2 separate regions of the Mus musculus genome follow, and region 1 is linked to region 2. A link is a contact called in public HiChIP or PLAC-seq data. All regions are on one chromosome and are shown on one strand. The core of a region is the stretch at or near the end of the contact, and the rest is flanking DNA. Distances in the headings are between cores, read along the strand shown. Region 1 overlaps Gm34548 (a long non-coding RNA gene). Region 2 overlaps Hipk1 (homeodomain interacting protein kinase 1).

What was found. HiChIP or PLAC-seq counts read pairs in DNA pulled down with a chosen protein or histone mark.
Region 1: an HNF4G HiChIP or PLAC-seq map of pancreatic cancer cells shows a contact between it and region 2. The contact joins two enhancer-like sites. A contact is called at or near these places in 2 of 39 promoter capture datasets (the C10 cell line and pre-B cells), 4 of 115 datasets of contacts at active chromatin or transcription factors (double positive thymocytes, embryonic stem cells, large pre-B cells and 1 more) and 1 of 9 other capture datasets (embryonic stem cells).

Annotation. Positions count from the first base shown.
Region 1 is chr3:104,673,302-104,677,940 of GRCm38.p6, forward strand. Gm34548 (a long non-coding RNA gene) reads right to left here. Exons shown (of 4, transcript XR_867542.1): 4 at 4,250-4,387. Among named protein-coding and RNA genes, the nearest start is that of Gm34548, 5.0 kb to the right of the region's middle. Within about 2 kb of position 2,045, at least 184 of the 459 cell types and tissues checked have an H3K27ac peak or open chromatin away from gene starts, as enhancers often do. A contact at or near this core is called in pancreatic cancer cells, where this site is marked.
Region 2 is chr3:103,757,120-103,761,221 of GRCm38.p6, forward strand. It overlaps Hipk1 (homeodomain interacting protein kinase 1), which reads right to left. Exons shown (of 16, transcript NM_010432.2): 7 at 3,376-3,538; 8 at 1,416-1,641. Among named protein-coding and RNA genes, the nearest start is that of Gm15886, 13 kb to the right of the region's middle. Within about 2 kb of position 2,677, at least 54 of the 459 cell types and tissues checked have an H3K27ac peak or open chromatin away from gene starts, as enhancers often do. A contact at or near this core is called in pancreatic cancer cells, where this site is marked.

The sequences.
Region 1 (4,639 bases), core at 795-3,294, 920 kb after region 2:
CAGGTTGAACTGAACTCTGCCATCCAGGCAGCCTTTGTACTTCCTCTAGTCTCCAACTTCCTAGCCTCCCACTAGGCCAGTGTTTTATTTCTTTTAAAATTGATTACATTTACTTAAGTGTGTGTTTGTGTAAGTGTGTGTGTGCTCTTGTGGAGGTCAGAGAACACTCTATGTTAGTTTTCTTCTACCTTACACATCTGGGTTGGCTTGGCACCAAGTGAGTTTGCCTGCTGAATCCTTCCGCTGGTATTTGTTTGTCTTTTGAGAGGGTTTTGTTTATTTGATCCAACTGTGTAGCCCAGGCTTCTCTTAGATTAGACATTCCCTCCTGCCTCAGTCTTGGGAGTGTTGAGAGTATAGGCATGTGACACCACACCTGGCTTACACTTATTCTCAAAGTTTTCTTTTCTGTCCGCTCTCTTCTTCAGAGTCTCAGTATGTTGCCTGGATGGCCTTCAAACCTCTGGGCTCTTGTTTCTACCTCCTGAGTGGCAGGGACTTGGGGTGTGCACCACCACACCCAGATTAATATTGACCTCTTATCACACTTGTGCAGGCAAATTATAGGTCTGCTGTCTGGAGCCCAGGCCAACTTGTTAGGAAGGAGAAAGGCTCAGACACCCCTAGGGTTGAAAGACAATAAAATTTTTGTTTTGTTTTGTTTTGTTTTTTATTTGTTTACAGTCTCCCCTTAGCCCAGGCAAACCTGGAACTAACTCTGTAGTTAGGCTGGTCTCAAACCCACATTGGTTCTACCTTACCCTCTCAAGTGCTGGGATTACTGGTGTGAGCCATCATCACCATGCCCTGACGGGCATGCCTTTACCTACCTTACTCCTAAATTTGCAAACACCTCAGGGTAGTTTTGCAGCTGGTGAAACTGGAGTTGTGTTGGGTTAAGTCACTCTTGCTTATCAATGTCACGTGACCATTTGTGCATAAGCTAAGAAAAATCTTTTTTCCAGTAGTGAGGCCTGAACCCTGTCGCCAGGGCCTCTTAAGCAAATGCTGTCACTGAGCTGTGTACCCTTAGCTCCCTGACCTGAAATCTCCACCCCTTCACGCCTGACATTCATGACTGCTTCCCGGTGACCTTGTGTCCTGGATCCCTGCTTCTTATAGTCCTTCTTTCCCCTAGAGGCAGGCTCAGAAAGCTGTTTTCCTCTTACTCTTGTCTCGGGTCATTTGGCTGAGGAATTGCAGCTGCCTGGGCGGGGCTGGATGGTAGAGGTGTCTGGATCCGCAGAGAGGAAGCGACTGGAGTTCTCAAGAGTCCTGGGTTCACACTGACCCTTCCTGGTGTTCCCTGGCCCATTGCAGTCCTCCTGGGCATTGCCTAGGCTCCCCGTGTTTCTGCTTGCTTACACCCAGTCCTCAGGATGTCCTCTTCCCTTGCTAGAGCCTCAGCCTACGAGCCCGAAGCTCACATCCTGGGGGTTAATTTCTACCAACTCTAATGCCTTCAAATCCCAGGCTGAGCCTTCAGGCCAGGGTACAGCCTGCAGAGCTGACTCATGTGAAGTAGCTATTGGGTGACAAAGGTGAGAGTGGGCAGAAGCCTCCAGCTGCCCCTCCCATCCCTCCCCCCCCCCCCCAATCTGGGCTCCAAGCCACTGTCCCACGCAGCTTTCAGGGGGAAATGTCCTGATCTAAACTAAGACCAGTGCTATTTCCTGGGTCACAAGATCTCCACTGTGCCCCCTGGACAAATCTCGGTGACACCGGGTGCTTGAGCTGCATGGCTGGACAGGCTCCAGGCTTTGATGCAGCTTCTGCTTGAGGCGTTTACCCCAGCAGCTTGGCCAAGCTAAAGCAACCATTCATCCTGACTGTTTCCAAATGGGGGACTTCCTCTGATGGGAAGATCGTCTGATTCTAATGGGGTCTACATCTTGCCTTAAGTGCTGCTCCTAGAAGACACTAGCGCCAGCCCCCTGGGAGTAGAAACTGTCTACTCCCTCCCACCTACACCTCTGGAGAAATCCACGCACCCACCCTCACACCCCAGTACTGCGGTCATTCCTAACACAACACACCCCAGTGACCGCAAACATCCTCCCTCCTACACACAGCTGGACCTGATCTACAGAGGCGTTAATTCCTCAGGACCTGAACAGCGGCTGTTCCAAGTCCAGGGAGACCTCACGCCGACCTTCAAGGAACAAGAGAGGGGCCCGTCGCTGGACACCCAGGATGGTCTCCGCCCACCCTCTTTCCCATCAAAGCCTTTTCTCCGACATAGCTCCGTAGAGACAGTTCAGGCCCTTACGTGGCAGTGTGCGGCGCCCTCGTGTGGCCCATAGCCACCCAGCACGCTGGCCCCCTGGACCTTAGCTTTACCTCGGCTCCCCTGGCACACCTAGGTGTCCCCTCCCCCATCCGCTCCCCCCAGCTGTCCCCACCGGATGTCAGAACTCCACCTATTCCTGTACGGTGGCTTCCTGTCGGTCAGACCAGGTTAACCTGCTCTTTCCATTAATAGGAGGCTTTGAGAGTCTGGAGCAGGAATCCTGCCACGCTTAGCAGATGCCCTGCTGAAGTGAATTTCCTCATGTGTCTGTCTCCCTGCCCACTCTGAAAGGGCTTCGTCTAGGAAGTGAAAGAAAGGAAAACAAAAACAAAATTACAAAACCAGAGTAAGTTCGCAAGAAAACCAGAGTCACCCATCATCAACTGGGCTTTGACAATTTATCCACCGGAGGGAATGCGAGCTGACTTTCAAGCGTTAAGATTTATGGGAGGCTATTGGTACTGGGCACATAGCTAAGGCAAAGATAAGTCAATCATGCTTAGTGGAGCCAAAACCAGGTTGTTTACCAACCTTCACTGATGATAGTGACGATGATGATGATGGCAAAAAGAGAAATAGCTGTAATTCCAAGTAAGCCAGTTTAGCTGTTATGAATAGGAAATCCCCTTTGGGCTAACCTGTACAAGCCCAGTTAACCTATCTTTGTGAGGTTTTTTTGTTTTTTGTTTGTTGGTTTGTTTGTTTTGTCTTTTTGTTTTTTGAGAAAGGGTTTCTCTGTATAGCCCTGGCTGTCCTGGAACTCACTTTGTATACCAGGCTGGCCTTGAACTCAGAAATCCGCCTGCCTCTGCCTCCCGAGTGCTGGGATTAAAGGCATGCGCCACCACGCCCGGCTTCTATGTGAGTTTTTGTTGTTTTTTTGTTTTTGTTTTTGTTTTTGAGATGGTCTCACGATGCAGCAGCCCTGGCCAGCTTGGAACTAACAGAGATCTACCTACCTTTACCTCCAGAGTTCTGGGATTTAAAGAGTGCCACCTTTTGATTGGCTGATTGATTATTTGATGCTGGGAACTGAACTCATATCAGAGTCTTAGTCACTCTTCTGCTGTTGGCATTGAACACCCCCCCCCCCACAGCACCCCCACCCACCCCCCACCCATCCACCCCCCACCCTGCTGCCTCAAGCAAATCTGCTTTTCATTTTGTTTCTACTTCTTCAGACCCCTTTTCTATAAGGCAAACTCCAGGATGTGTTGTTGTGACTCATGAACCACAAATAAAAGGCCTATGATTAAGTTTATTGATTTGTTAACGACTCTCCTCCATTTTAAGGCATAGCCTTATGCGGTTCAACTGGCCTGGGACCCTTGGTCCTCCAACCTCCGTGCAAAGGCTAGGATGACAAGTATCTGACACACTGGCCGGCTTTTGTTATTTTCTTTGCGAATTTGTTTCTGTCTTTATTTTTTGAGGCAGGATTTCTCTGTGGCCTTGGCTGTCCTGAAACTCACTACTATTTAAACCAAACTGGCCCTCTGACACTATGGTTAGCCTCATTTTTAATCATTTACTTAATTTGAGGGGGGGGATTCGAGATAGGGTTTCTCTGTGTATCCCTGGCTGTCCTGGAACTCACTCTGTAGTCCAGGCTGGTCTTAAACTCAGAGGGATTCACCTGCCTCTGCCTCCTGAGTACTGGGATCAAAGGTTTCTACCACTAACAACTGGCTTAATTTAATTTTTTTAAAAATTCCTTTAATTCCAGCCCAGGATATCCCTCACTGCATTGCTGCTCTGCTAGCACTGGTAAACTGAGATGACGTCAGTTATAAGATTATCAGCCAGATAAAGTGATGCACACCTTTAATCCCAGCACTAGGGAGTCAGAGGCAAGCAGATCTCTATGAGTTCGAGGCCAGCCTGGTCTACAGAGTGAGTTCCAGGACAGCCAGGGCTATATAGTGAGACCCTGTCTCAAAAACAAAACAAAACAAAACAAAACAAAACAAAACAAAACAACTATCAGGATGCCCCTGTACAACAATTTTAGTAGCATAGGCCTGCATCCCACTTACCTGCCCAAAGACCCCTCTCCTCACCTGAGATTCCACTAGAGAGACTCTAACTACAGCCAGGCTGTGGGAAGAGACGAATGTTAAGTTAGTAAAGACTCATAGAGGGCATGTAGGCCGGCCTCCCTTCTTCAGGGCAGCCTAGTTCAGCAGCTGGCCCAGTGACAGGGACTGGGCAGGGTTGACAGTAAGGGGAGCTGCCTGCCCTGGTGCAGTCTTCCTGGTGCCCACACAGCTCTGACTGTTTTCTACCACTTAGCTTCATCAGACAGAAGCTCTGCTGAGGCGCTCTAGACTGTGTCCAGACTGAGGAGGG
Region 2 (4,102 bases), core at 1,427-3,926:
TAGGTGTGTCACTGTGGGTGTGGGCTATCAGACCCACTTCCTAGCTGCCTGGAATTCAGTCTTCTCTTAGAGGACAGCAGATAAGATATATAACTCTCAGCTCTGCCTGTGTCATGCCTGCCTGGACACTGCCATGTTTACACCTTGATGATATTCCACAATTAAATGTTGATCTTACAAGGACTGCCTTGGTCATGGTGTCTGCTCACAGCAGTAAGGACTAAGAGTCCCTCCTCTGCTTTCCAATTACAAGTTCTCCATTAGCCCATTTCCACCTTCCTTAAGATCTCTTCCCCCGCTGGGCAGTGGTGGTGCATGCCTTTAATCCCAGCACTTGGGAGGCAGAGGCAGAGGCAGGCAGATTTCTAAGTTTAAGGTCTAGAGTGAATTCCAGGACAGTCAGGGCTACACAGAGAAACCTTGCCTCAAAAAACAAACAAACAAATCTCTTCTTCCCCTACCACAATCCCCCTTCTGATTTTATCTCACACACACACACACATACTCACTCACTCACTCACTCATGCACTGTCACAGAATGCATATTTAAATCCAGGGTCTAAATATAAGAGAAAACTACATATTACGTATAAGGAAAATTACATATAAGAGAAAACATGGTATTTGTTATCTGTGTCTGGCTTATTTCTTGTTTTTACTTTTACTTGGTTTTGGAGGCAGTGTCTTACTCTAACACCTGACTAGCTCCACAGTCCTCATGCTGGGATTACAGGTCTGAGCCACTACAACCACCCTGTCACTGACTTCCTAAGGGAAAGCTAAGTGTGTTGTCAGAAAAGAGTCAAAATAATTTAACCTTCCAAATAGCTTACCAAAAGACATTTCCAACACACATTTCCCAAGTTCTAGGGGAAAAGAAAGAACTGAACAGACTGGATTACGAAACAATATGAAAAATAAGGAAACATGGAAATATGAAAATTAATCTTATTGGAAGATGGAGTTTGAAAACTAAGAATCACAGGCTTCAGCAGATGGCTCCGTGCCTTCCCTACAAGGGCTTCCTTTTGTAGAATTTTTCAGTTCAAAAAACAATAATCTGTATGTATGACTGACATTTTTAGTTTCTATATTCTTAACTATATCCTATAATAAAGTCACACTAAAGTCAACACATAACAATTCTGATTATAACAATTTAAAGATGTATATATTCTATAAACTGACATGTATATGCTTATACAAATATTTTCCTTCAATGGAAACAAACACATTATACAGCAACTCGGTCAAGAAAATCAATGAAAAGGGAAAAAAATCTATATGGCAGCTCCCAATTTCAGTCATCTACATCAGAGTTTAAACTTGTCAAAGATCAGAACTGAACAACTAGATCTTCTAGAGCAGGTAAGTCCAATGTCTAATTCCACAGAGGGAAGAGTTTCTGTACTTACTCTGAAAAGCAGGTGGGCATACTATAAATGTTTGCTGGAATGGATCTGTCTGAGTGCAGATCTGGGTGGTTCCAGGTTGTAAGGAAACACCCTGCTGGGCAACTCCAGGAACTGGCGCTGCCGACGATGGGTACAAAGCCGATTGGTAGTTTAGCAGCGAGACATCTGAATTAGCCAGAGAAAGGGTAGCTGCTGCTGCAGTAGAGCTGGAAGCTAGAACACTGGCCTGAAACAGCAAGATCACACAGAGACGGTATTAGAAGATGGACGTACACAATATGCACATCTTCTTCATTGTTTTGTTTTTCCATACAGGGTTTGTCTGTGCACCCAAGGCTGATCTAGAACTCACTTTGTAGACAACGCTGGCCTTGAACTCACAGAGATCCCCCTGTCTTTTCCTTTCCAAGTGCTGGGACTAAAGGCATGTGCCATTACTCACACACCCTGCCCTCCTAGCTCTCAAATTTTTTTTTTAAAGAAAAACTTTTGAGGCTGACTCTCATGTAGTCCAGGCTGGCACCAAACTCCTTATCTATCCAAGAGTGACATTTGAACTTTTGATCCTCCCGTCTCATCATCTGGATATGGGACTTAAGGTGTACCACCATACTTGCTTTTGCAATGCAGAGGATATAATGTTGGGCCATGCATGCTAGCAAGCACTGTCATCTGAGCTATATCCCTAGTCTTAAAAAATAAAAACTAAAAACAAAAGGTTTGTTTACTTTGTTTTGTTTTTTAAAACAAGGTCTTCCTATGTAGTTCTAGAAGGCCTAGAATTCATTATGTTAGACAGGCTGGCTGAGACCTCAGAGACATGTCTACTTCTCTCTGCCTGAATAAGGTGTACAGCACTACATCCAGCTTTATAGCCTTTTATCTTTTTAAAGCATTTATTTGTTTATTGCACCATGTGCAAATGATGTCAAAGGACGACTTGAGGGAGGGTCAGAGCTCGCTTCTTACCATATGGGTTCTGGGAGTAACAGTCAGGGTGTGAGGCGTGGCAGCAAGCACCCTTCCTCATGATGGGGCCATCTTGTCAGCCCAGAACAAAACTTTAAAATGTAATACTAGTTATCTTTGAAATAACTCTCTAAGTTTTCCAGGGCTAGGGATACACAGCTCAGGAATACGGTAATACAGTGTTTGCCTAGATTCCATCTCCAGAACCAGAAATAAGCAAGCAGAGAGTGGTACTATGAAGGGAAGGTGAGTCAGCACATGAGGAGTGACACATGGTTACGCTGGTGCTGTCTGGGAAGTGATGACACAAAGCTCAGCTATGTCAGCAGCATGCTTCATAGGAGAGTCCACTGAAACTCATAAGCACTTACAGGTTTTTAAAAAGTACACCAAACTAAAAAACTGAGCTTACATTTTTAGAGAGACTTTTCTTATTAGCAAGCAAATATAATGCCACCTTTTTTAAAAGGTTTATTTATTTTATGTATATGAGTACATATAAAATCCTATTGCAAAAGAGTAAATTACTTGATCAAGCTTAGTAATCTAGCAGCAACAAGTAATTCAATATTCAGAGCCCATGTACACTAAGTCTTATAAGGACATGTATTTAAATACTGTCCGAATATGGCTGGCAGGTACATCTATTTGGTCGTTTATTATGTTTGCCAATTCTTTTCTTCATAACAGAGAAGACTGAGCCCGAAACTGGCCTGCATTATTATCACACATGCATGATACCTGTGAGTGTGGGCATGCGTGTTCTACAGTCTGAGGACAACTTTTGGAAATTAAGTTTTCTACCATGACTTTTCATGATCAAACTGAGGCCCCCAGGCTTGCACGGCAAGGACTTTTACCTGATGAGCCATCTTGCCCAGGCCCTCACACAGAAAATGCTAAAGAAGCAACAGAAATAGCAGCATAGGACTGGTCTCTCTTACTGCCTCTGCCCCACCTAGGCTCGAGTTCCCACAGTCCCTCACTGTACCTGATTGTGCACTGTGTTGAGCTGGTTGCTGAAGCTCATGGTTAGATTTGTGCTTGTATTTGGAGCGACATGTGTAGTGAAGGGACTCTTGATCTGACTCACTGTGTCATACATGTGAACCCTCCGCTTGCAGATCTCCATGTTCTGGAAACAGGACTTAACGCTGAAAAAGATTAGAAATACACTAAATGAATGCTGGAGTTAAAACAAAAAATTCAAAACAGACATGGAACAAAGTATTTGTTTCCAAATATTTTCAGAAAGAAGAACCAAGGGTTGTTCTAACAAGAAGAAAAATCGACACCTCTCTCTAAGCCCACAGCTTTTAGAAAGAAAAGCACCAGTGAGTCAATTTACCAGCAACAAAATGACTGCTGACCTGGCAGCGCCCTGGAAATAAGATGGCAACTCCACCGAGGCACAGCGGCACAGCCCGACCCCCATACTCACTGGCTGCTGTGTGGACACAGCGGCACACCCGACCCCATACTCACTGGCTGCTGTGTGGACACAGCGGCACAACCCGACCCCATACTCACTGGCTGCTGTGTGGACACAGTGGCACACCCGACTACCCCATACTCACTGGCTGCTGTGTGGACACAGCGGCACAGCCGACCCCATACTCACTGGCTGCTGTGTGGACACAGCGGCACAACCCGACCCCATACTCACTGGCTGCTGTGTGGACACAGTGGCACACCCGACTACCCCATACTCACTGGCT